Linked DNA regions of Rattus norvegicus: region 1 is linked to region 2. A link is a contact called in public Hi-C data. All regions are on one chromosome and are shown on one strand. Each heading gives the region's core, a stretch centred on a gene start, on an enhancer-like site or on the middle of the called end of the contact. The rest is flanking DNA. Distances are from core to core; before and after follow the strand shown.

Region 1 (5,458 bases), core at 1,531-4,030, 220 kb after region 2:
CCTTAGTGCCATGTCTTCTTGGAAAAGAACACTACCCAATTCTAAGAGCAGGAGGCTAGTCTCTGTTCTGCTCTGTAAGCCCAAGGGGCCCAATGAGGCCCTGTCTACAGGTGCTAAATATCATCTACCATCATCTCAAGGATGGTGAAGAAAACAGGTGAGATGCCTACTAACAGGGGAACCTAACAGTCGGGCCCTAGCCTCCAGCTCCCAGTCCAGGAGACAGCCATGCAGGGGTCCAGAACTGCAAAGGACAGCAGACCTGAGGGCAAGGGAGTTTCAGTTCAGTGAGCATAATCCAGAGACATGGCAGTCAGCTGTGTTGTCCATGGTTCACCTTCCTAATTAGAGCAGGGCCTGGAGAGCCAGGGCAGTGAGTATGGACATCGAGGACACCTTGGGACAAAACGGGGACCGTTTCTGCCTCCATCTCTTCTCAGGCCACTCAGGCCTCCACCTTGGCCTGCCTGAGAAGGGTAAATACAGAAGGGAACGATGAGAAACTGCCAACTCCACATCCTCTCCCCATACCTACCCGCAGGAAACAGCACCCAGCATTCTGGTAGGGGTTCCACTGGTCCTGCAGAACTGATGGTTGCGAGCTGTCAAAGGCTTGTATGGCACCATCTATGGAGTGGAGAGATCCAGAGAAGGTTTGGCCAGGAAACCCTAGAAACAGCTCCACTCCCTTGAGACAAAATGAGACACCCCCTGGAATCTGCAAGGCACGGCCTGAGATGGAAGGTCACTGTGCTAAGAGTGAGGTTGACAAGTGCACACCCCGCCCTTACAGGTGAACACAATTAGGATTAATAAGAGTTTAACTCTCGGCTACGAAGTGGCAGAGACAGGCTTCAAACCGGGCCCCCAGAAATCTGGAACAACGCTATTTCATCCCGAGGCAAGAACAGCAGCGTTAAATTGGGAACACATGGAGGAAAAGACCTCAGTAGTGCCAAAGGGAGCCTTGGCCAACTCCAGGTCATTGGACATGTTTTAACTCATCCTTTCTAGCCCTAAGAGATTCTTGACATCTCTCGAATTCTCTAGTGATCGGCTATCTGGTCTCTGGAAACCTCAGTTTCTTTCCATCAAAAATGTGCTCACATCAGCCAGCAAGATGGCTCAGCAGGCAAAGGCACTTGCCACCAAAACTGATGAGCCCAGTGCTATCCCGGGGACCCACGTGGTAGAAAGAGACTGACAAGTTGTCCTCTGACTTCCACCCATGCACCATGGCACGTGCACACTGTCCATCACCCACACCAAATACGACACGACGAAAACATTTTAAGGGTCCCCACAGGCCAGGCAGCCTAGACTGGGCCATAGACGTCCTTGGTTGCCCGGGCTCTCCAGCCCCCTCACCCAAGCAGGGGTTCCTTGTAAAAAGCTTGCGGAAGGCTTCGCACTCTTCGCGCCGGTTTCCGCTGGCCTCACAGCCGCACCAGGGCGCAACGCGCGCGCTCACGTTGTCCAGGTAGTTGGGGGTGACCACGGTGCCTGCAGGGACCCCCAGGACCTGTGACGGGCCCCCGGAATCTGCCTCCGCCGCCCCGCCCGCCAGAGGCCGCCCAGCGTACCTACAAGGCCTGCGTAGGCGCGCAGACACCGCGGGCCCCCCTCCTCCGGACAGCCGTCGCGGGAGCCGGGCGCGGGAGCGCATGAGGCCTGGAAGGCAAAGAGACGGGGCCTGCGCGCGCCCGGACGCCGGTGAGCGGCCCAGCCCGCCCCGCACGCACCGGCACCGGCGGCTTCGCTCGCAGCGGTCCAAGGGCTTCAGGCAGGAAGGTGGCGCCAGCTGGGGGCCGGAGAACGCGCAGGCGGGCGCGAATGTCTGGCGCCGGCGCTCGGCGCACGCGGGGCCTTCGCATCCGCAGAAGAGCAGCGCGTGCGTGAGCGCCGGAGGCCCGCGGGCGAAGAAGCGGCGCAGGGCACGGCGGCAGCGGGAGCGCACGCAGCTCCCGGGTCCCCGCCAGCCCGCCCGGCCCAGGCATTGCGCCACGTACTCGGAGCGCAGCTGCTGGCACTGCTCGTCTGCTGTGCACGCCTCGGCTGCTTCCACGCAGCGATTCCCCTCAGTGGAGCTCGCTGACCCTGGTGAGGGGAGGGCAGGCTGCAGCCCTCTGTGCTTGGTTCTCCACATTCCACACCCCGGAATTTGGCGGGGGCTGGGGGCAGATACCCAAACCCAAGGGGAGAGAGTGTGGCCCATAGGCGTGACCCGTTTTTCCTGAGGAAGCGGGCATGGGCAGGTCCTAGGGATATCCACCCAGGTCGTGAATGGAGGCAGTACTCGGAGGTTCCCCAGAAGCTCAGGTTCAGCCTCCACCACCATCTCCAGAACTGGCACATGCATCACAGAGCGTCTACTGGACCCCTTCCATCCTCCCCAGCTTCACCTGACAGGACACTGAGGCTTAATGGCAGACCATAGGACTTCGCCCTGAGACAGACCTGGACGTTTACCAGTAGTTTCAGTGAAGATGTAGATAAGTCACAGATGAAAAGCCATTCAGGGGAAAATAGAATGCCTGACCTTGGGAGAGTAGCATCAGTAAACCCGGCAGCTATGTCTGAACTTGGCACTGGACATATGCAAATCCAGCCAAGTCACCAAATTCAGGTTTATAGTACTTCCTTTCCCACCTCCTTACCTCTCTGGCATCCAAGACTCCATAAAACTGCCTGGCCTGGCCTCTCATTCAGCACCCGTAAATACGCTCCACTCAACATAGCATGTCTCAGCTCTTAGGTCTCCTCTGCCTTAAAGCTTACCAGTATCCATTCTCTACACCACACCCCACAGAGCAATCCTTTCCTGTGATCCCCCTGGTGGAGAAGAGGCAGTGCTGGGAGGCAGAACATCAGCTGTGGGACTCAAAACTCCCAAGAGCCGGAGCTTCTGAGGAGCACATTGAGGGCAGGGGAGGGGGAGAGGAAAAAGAAAGTTCCTGGGGCACGGATAGTAAGGCTAGATTTGTGAAGGGTGGCTCAGCTGAACCCAAAGATGGGGTGCACGGCACTGTACAGCAGGGGCACATTGATACCGGTGTCACTCTTGCAATCTCACTTTGTGCCTGAGGAGCAGGGTCAGAGAGGGCAGGGGCCAGGGAGGAGACAGGTTCTCACCCAGCAGCAGCAGCAGCAGCAACAGCAGCAGTGCAGACTCCAAGCAGCAGGCCATACCGATTGGCAGAGGCCCAGTCGGACTGGTGCTTCTTCCTTGAACCTGCTAAGCCTGGAGGGTAGCGGGCACCTGCCGGCAGGTGTGCTCCTGGCCTCTGAGAGGAAGTAACATCCTGCTCTCTTCACTCTGTCCCCACCCCTAGACAGCACCTTCAGGTAGATCCAAAGCCACTAAGCCAGGGCCTGGAATTAACCCGATAGATTCAGAGTGCTGGACTGCTTTTTGTACACGAGCAGTCGGCTCCTAGTGGGAACGGGTCCTCGTGGGAGGGGGGAGGGGGAGCTTCATGAGACTCAAAAATTAAGCAAGAATTAACCTTACAGGTCCAGAAAATCGGAAACATGTGAGATTCACAAGGCCCCTTCTCAAGGTTATAGACAACCCCTGAAAGAAGACATTCGGGCAGGCACTGCCAGTCCTGCGGGGAGCACTAGGGTCACCCCCAATGGTTCGGTGGGTGTTTTGATGACAATCATGCCCCTGTAAGTAATCCCAATAAACTCAAATAAATAGTTAAGTAAAATTAATAATAAAAAACAAATCCCCCAAAATAAATATTTGCCAAGTTGGACTTTGATGGATTTATGTCTCTGGCCCATTGTCAGTTGCCTATCTGAAATGAAGAGGCATGCATGTTGTATCTCCTTAGGAAGACACACACACACACACACACACACACACACACACACACACACACACACCCCGACTGCATACAACTCCAGGAAATCAATTGTTCCTCTTCCTTCTTAATAACTTTATTGTCAGTTTTTTGTTTACTGGTTTTACACGTGTAGAAAAGTTGTAGAGACATTGGTGCTACACACACACACACACACACACACACACACACACACACACACACCATCCCCAGCTTCTAAACTCAGCTCTCTGACATAGCAAAGCACAAGGATCTACACTTGGGAAGGAATACTAGTACACGATGAGGCCTAGACCATTAAAGGTCTCCCATGCATGGCCTTTCTCTGTCCCAAGACCTGGGACACGGTGGTAAACCTAGCGCTTGTCAAGTCGAAGGCAGAAGTATCAGGACTTAGAGCTACATTGAGATCTTGTCTCAGAAACAAGGGTGACAGGAGAGCTCATTGACTAAAGGCTCCTGCTACCAAACCTGACACTCTGAGTTCAGTCTGTCCCATATGGCAGATGTGAACCAGCTCCCTAAAGTTGTCCTCTGACAAGGCTCGCTCTCTCTCTCTCTCTCTCTCTCTCTCTCTCTCTCTCTCTCTCAATAAAATGAAAAAATTCAGACTCAGAATCCCCACTAAATTTGTCATGCCATACGAGGCACTCTCAATATTTTTTTTAAGTCTGTGTTCTTCCTTTAAACAGTAATGTGGGGTGTGGAGGGTGAGGTGAAGGTGCCCAGCAGCAGTGTCAGGAGCTCTGTTTTAGCTGGGATGGCAGCAAGCCCCCTTGGGTCCCCATCCTCACCCCCAGTGGGGTTGCTGCCCTCAGCTTTTTATGGTAATGCTGGGGGTTGACCTTGGGCTCTAACGCTTGTGTGGGACTTCACCGACTAAGTCGTCTCCCCAGAACCCCTGTAGCTGAATTTCTGTGTTAGCCAAGTTCATTCTGTGGGAAAGGTGAAGAATTGATGGTCCAGGAAAAACAGACCAAAACTTGGAGAGGCCAAAAGCTGACAGAGCACAAGCTGACATCTAACTCCAGGACAGGAAGGGTAACCAAGAGTTGCAAATCTGCCTAGGGGCTCAGAGTGGGGCATTTTGACTCCCAAGTCCCTTTTACTTACCTTCTCAGTCCACCTGGCCGCCATTCCCATGAGCAAGGAAGCAACCCTTTTGGGAAGCCCGTCCCAACTTCCCCTTCACCTTATCCCCATTCTTTCTTTCTTTTCTTTTTTTTTTCTTTTTCTTTTTTTCGGAGCTGGGGACCGAACCCAGGGCCTTGCGCTTGCTAGGCAAGTGCTCTACCACTGAGCTAAATCCCCAACCCCCCCTTATCCCCATTCTTGATAAGAATACTGACTAGTTATTTTCTGGGCTATTTCTACTAAGTTCGTCTTACATTTTCTTCTGGTCAAATTAAGACACAGTGCTGCTGTTAAAAAAAAAAAAAAAAAAGACAGTGTAGCTGTCTTCAGACACACCAGAAGAGGGCATCAGATCCCCTTACAAATGGTTGTGAGCCACCATGTGGGTGCTGGGAATTGAACTCAGGACCTCTGGAAGAGCCGTCAGTGCTCTTAACCACTGAGCCATCCCTCCAGGCCCTGTATAACCATGAAAG
Region 2 (5,611 bases), core at 1,177-3,676:
ACTCTCAAAGTGCTCTGATATCTAACAGAGTAAACAGTCAGATAATAAAAGAAGAAAATATGGTCAAGTGTGGTGTCTTTAATCATTTAATCCAAGCACTGGGGAGGCAGAGGAAGCCAGATCTCTGTGAGTCTGAGAGCAGCATGGTCTACGTACACAGTGAGTTTCAGTTCGGAGGAGAGAAGGAACAAAGAGAATATGAAGCTGGGCATGATGGTATGTGCTTGAGACCCTAGCACGAGCTCAAGGATGCCACTCTGATTTAAACAGAAACACCCTATATCAAAAACAAAATTAAACTTAAAAAGGCAGCAGCAGCAGAAGGAGAAGGAAGGAGGAGGAGGACTAGGAAGAGAAAGAGGAGGAGGGGACAAGATGAGATGGGAAGGTTGGCCAGTATGCTAGCATGAGCTTTTAATCACAGAATTCGGTGAGTTTGAGGCCAGCCTGGTCTACACAGCTTGTTCCAGGATAGCCAGAGCTACATAAAGGGAACCTGTCTCAATAAATTAAAATAAATTTAAAATCATGTAAAATGTTTTAAAAACTACCTTTGAAAAGTAAGTACCTCACGCTGGCCTTTTTACGAACAGGGAGGCTAAGGCGGGAGGAAGCATGTGGGCTGTGGTGGCCCACATCGTTCACCACAGCACTCAGAGGCATCTCTGAGCTCTATCTGTGAGTGTGATGTCAGTGTGGTCTACACAACAAGTTCCAGGACAGCCAGGACTGCAGAGTGAAACCCAGCCTCAAAATCCTAAAGTTAGAAGCACAAATCTGTTAATCTTAGCTTTCTAACTATAAGGATCTAAAACTGACTTTAATAATTTGGAGCAAAATGCTTAGTATTTTACTGAGTATCTCCTGTGCCAAATGACAGGATAAGAGCACCTCTTTGGGAATTTAAACACACTCCTTATTTTTAGTACTGAAATGTCCTTGCAAACATGGCTGCACTGAAATGTGCAGTGACTGGACACTTCCAGAATAAATTGTTTCCAAACCACTACATGTAAGAGAAGGTATTTTATTTTATACTTCATTTTTTTTATCTTATTTTATTCACATGGGTACTGTGCTTGCATATATGACTAGATATCACGTGTATGCCTGGTAGCTGCAGACAGGCCAGGAGAGGAGGTCTGATCCCCTCCGACTCAAGCTGCAGACAGTTGTGAGTAGTCGTCTAGGCATAAGGAATTGGCTCCAGTCCTCTGGAGGAACAGCCAGTTCTCTTAACCATTGAGCCATCTCCCCAGACCCCTGAAAGAAATGTTATTTTATTTTATTCAAGGAAGGGTCTTTCTATAGCCCTGTCTTGGAATCTACTATGTAGACCAGGCAAGCCTTAACTGCACAGAGATGCACCGGCCTCTGCCTCCCAAGTCCTGGGATTAAAAGGCTTGAAACACATTGCCTGGCCAAGAAATTTAAAATCAAAATCTGAAACAAACAAACAAAAAGTAAATTGAATAATTGATGGTGTCTTCTAGTACCGTTAGAAGCTACATCCATAAACTCTCACCAACATGACTGCCCAAACATGAGCTAAACAAGGACCCCACCAATGACATGTCAAAGTGGACAGAGAAAAGTCCAGGAAACCTCAACCCTACACAAAAAACTATGGCAACTGAGAAAAGCTGGGAGCAGGAGAGTTGTCCCTACCTAGGAAAGAGCACGCTGATTGCCTGTCCAGTGACATATGAGAGGTTTTAGAGCAGTGATTTTCAACCTTCCTAATGCTGTGACCCTTTAATACTTTTCCTCATGTTGTGGTGATCACCAAGCATAAAATTATTATTGTTGCTCTTTCATAACTGTTATTTGTCACAATGTAAATGTTTTTTAGAGACAGAGGGTTGCCAAAGGGGTCATGAACCATAGGTAGTGAACATTGGTTGGGAGTGAAGAGAAGGAAAGGGAAGGAAAAGGTGTTACATTGTATTATAATATCAAAATCTAAAAAGAAAAGGACCGGATGAAGATCACAGTGGTGGCTCCTGCATGCAAACCCAGAACCCAAGAGGCTGAGAAGCACCTGGTCTGAAGCCAGCCTGATACAGAGTGAGAGCATACCTCAGACAGAAAGATGAGGAAGAAAACACAAAGAAAGGAAGGATACTAACTCCAAGTATTTTCCGTCTCCTTTTTCTGCATTCATAATAAGAAGGACAGCTCTAACTAAACTATATGGATAGTATTGGGGTTGTTACCAAGGTAAGAATTTCAAAGACGATACAACTCAGAATTATTTACAGTTTAATAAGAAAACTCTTCATTGTGTAACTGGGGCTTTCTTGTTTATTTTGTGATGTTTAGCAGCAGCCCTGGTGTCCACTAGATGCCAGTAGTGCCACATACTGAGCCACGGCCATCAAAAATGTCTTCAGACATTGCTAAATGTCTCCCAAGGGACAAAACTGCCCTCCCTCTGAGACCACACTATTCAAGTGAGATCATCTGACATCCAATGTTTGCCTTCATGGTCTCCCAGCTGCCTTGCAAGTGTCTTGTCTCTTGTCCAGTTTTACTTGTTTGTTCTATGTCTCCTGACTCATCTTGCAGACAATTTATAATGCTAAGTATATGATATGAGAAGTAGCTCCCGGGCAACAGCCCACAGGAGCATCAACACATGCAGTGTCTCCAAGCCAGAGAAAGCTGACTGCAGGCAGAAAGACTCCATTGTATTAAAGTCACACAAAAAACAATTCCCAAAGACAGCAGGACAATAGCCCCTTGTTCCTCAGCTAAAGATCCACATAAAATCTTCTTTCTCACAAGAGCAGCTTACAAGAGCAGCTCGTCTTTGCCTCAAAGCAGAGAATGCTCTCACTGGCAACAGTACACAATCTGAACCTTCAGGGAAAAGGAGCAGCGGCAATACTAAGAAAAACTAGTACCCTGCCAAGAGACAAATCCAAACGCCAAGGTCTGCTTTTGGTCTCAAAATGATTTACCAATAAATGTATTCTGGAAACTGCTGTTGATAGTCTGTTGTCCACTGCATGACCAATAGGAATGTCCTATTTTAATAGGCTAACAAGGAAATGCTATTTTTCACTATTAAAAAGATAAAATCTTGCCTGGTGTAATCCCAGCTACTTGGGAGGCCGAGGCCAGGGGGTTGCCAATTTTAAGACCAATTAGGGGAATCACACATCACTCAAAAAGTAAAACAAAATAAGGCAAAAATTTACTGGAGTTTTGGACTACTTAAATTCTGATTATAATTTCCTATTAAAAGATCACAAATGTGGTGCTGGATGTGTGTCTTTAATCCCACTACTAGGAAGGCAGAGGCAGGTAGATCTCAGAATTCAAGGCCAGTCTGGTCTACACAGTTAGTTTCAAGCCAGCTAAAGCTTTATGAGACTATCTCAAAACAAATAAACAGCAATGACAAAACCCCAAACCACAGAAACAGAAATAAAAAATCATGAGCTGGGGCTGTCAGGATGGCTCAGCAGTTAAACGTACTTGTTATTCTTCCAGAGATCTGGATTCGATTCCCAACACCTGAATGGAGATTCACAACCATCTGTAACTCTAGGTCCAGGGGACCTGATGTCATCTTCTGGCTTCCAAGGGCACCAAGTATGCATACATGCTCACATGCACACACACACACACACACACAAGCAAAACACTCATATGATACAGTAAAATTAAAACTAAAACAATTTTTACAAAAACATCATGAATTAAGGGTCCAAAGAAATAAATCACTGTCTCCTATAATTTGCCAATGTAATACAGACTTACCATCTAGGATTTCTTCAGAAAATCCAGTTTTCTCAAAATCAGTGGTATTCTGACTGTATAAACCAAACAGAAGGTAATTTGCCAGCTCTCTACAGCCTTCGTTGTACCTGCTGTCAATTCCTGCAAAGCAAAGAAGCCTGTGACTCGCTGTCCTGCACCGTGGAATACAGAAAGTGCCAACGATTTGCCCGTTTAGTAAAGCCTTGATGGTCAAACCAGTTTTGTGCTAAAACTAAATGAACAACCCCTTGTGTGAGAAACAGGCTGAGGCATACGGTACCTTCCTTGGATCTCAAGACCTACACAGGTCAAAGAATTAAGCAACAAGGGGCTGGGGATTTAGCTCAGTGGTAGAGCGCTTACCTAGGAAGCGCAAGGCCCTGGGTTCGGTCCCCAGCTCCGAAAAAAAGAACCAAAAAAAAAAAAAAAAAAAAGAATTAAGCAACAAGATTACTAATGCTGAAAAGCATTTTTTTCTTTCAGGTTTTACTTTACATGTGTGGGTGTTTAAATTCCATGTATATGTATATCATGTGTGTCTGGTACCAAAGGAGGCCAGAAGAGCACCCTCCATGATCTAGGGGATCTGATACCCTGGAATTAGAGTTACAGATGGTTATGAGTCACCATGTGGGTGCTCTTATCTACGGAACCACCTCCAGCCGACATGTGCAATTCTTAAGGGCAGAAAGAACCAGAACATATGGTCTTCTATGGATCTACAGATCTTGGAACATTTTGTTAGCTGAAGAATAGATCTCAAAGAGATCTCTATGGAAAATATGTACAAATAAAAACAAGTTAAGGTGATTTGAAAAAGAAGAGGACAAGTGGATAGACTAACACACACTGAGCCTTCCCAAGTGTCGGAAGCAAAGCTTAGCACTGCACTGTAAGGTATGGTGCGGAGGTATACACCCCTGCAGACGACCTTCACTAAGGTCAGTCTAGAAAGGCGGAACCAGAGACAAAAGGAAATTAAATGACACTGTCTTCACTTCTGTCTCTCAGTGACTTCGCATCCTAGGACTACAGCTGTTGGCAGGATGGGAGGATCAGAGTCAAGCAGCTATTCTCCATGTGGTTTGAAAAGAAAGGGTTGTAGCTGGGCACAGTGGCGCAGGGCTTTACTACCAGAACTAAAGAGGCAGAAGCCAGCATGGTCTACAGAGTAAGTGTCAGGACAGTCAAAGGCAGGCAGGAGCCTGTGGTAGGAGCTCCCTCTTTATCTCACTGACACCCTCTTAATATTCACCCTCAGTAAGATGGATCAGATGTCACAGGAATGAGAACTGGGAAGATTCTAGCCTTTAACGTACCTTACACGATAGCATTACTAGCATCTTCCTGAGATCAAGACTACAAACTCATAAGAAAGCACTGACCTAGGATGCAGAGAATCCCGTCAGGTTGAGACTTGCTGCTCTGGGTCAGGACACTTTGAACCTGGCGCAGTCGGCTGCAGCTGAAACAGAACAACAGAGTTTCTTGAGTGAGGAAGTGTGAGAGTCTGAAAAGGTACACACTAGAGGAATGGTCTTGTTAGGTAAGGCAAGTAGTACCTAGCTCTTTAATCAGAACCGTATCCTTCTTGTCCATGCTCTCAAAGAGATTTAGTGTAAGTGGTCTAAAGACTATTTGGACAATGGACAATGAACTAAGATGGCACCATGGTCCCATTCATAATTAATCAGCTGATGCCAAGAATTTCCAACATCTTTTTTTTTTTTTTGGTTCTTTTTTTTCCAGAGCTGGGGACTGAACCCAGGGCCTTGTGCTACCACAGAGCTAAATCCCCAGCCCCTTCCAATGTCTTTTTACTTTTGCTGATTTTCAAAGAAAA

The links. A called contact is a pair of places that touch in the nucleus more often than the background predicts.
Region 1: a Hi-C map of the A7r5 cell line shows a contact between it and region 2, with 6 times the contacts expected there. The contact joins the promoter of Gfra4 here to the enhancer-like site in region 2. A contact is called at or near these places in 3 of 12 Hi-C or Micro-C datasets (the A7r5 cell line, Schwann cells and mammary epithelial cells) and 1 of 1 datasets of contacts at active chromatin or transcription factors (oligodendrocytes).

What each region holds. Positions count from the first base shown.
Region 1 is chr3:138,708,176-138,713,633 of GRCr8, forward strand. It overlaps Gfra4 (GDNF family receptor alpha 4), which reads right to left and starts at 2,781. Exons shown (of 6, transcript NM_001395069.1): 1 at 2,658-2,781; 2 at 1,743-2,097; 3 at 1,584-1,693; 4 at 1,369-1,503; 5 at 536-627; 6 at 1-396. The coding sequence starts at 2,736. The coding sequence ends at 346.
Region 2 is chr3:138,484,520-138,490,130 of GRCr8, forward strand. Dnaaf9 (dynein axonemal assembly factor 9) reads right to left here. Exons shown (of 37, transcript NM_001109206.1): 2 at 5,154-5,233; 3 at 3,769-3,888. Among named protein-coding and RNA genes, the nearest start is that of Dnaaf9, 18 kb to the right of the region's middle. Within about 2 kb of position 2,427, at least 60 of the 93 cell types and tissues checked have an H3K27ac peak or open chromatin away from gene starts, as enhancers often do. A contact at or near this core is called in the A7r5 cell line and Schwann cells, where this site is marked.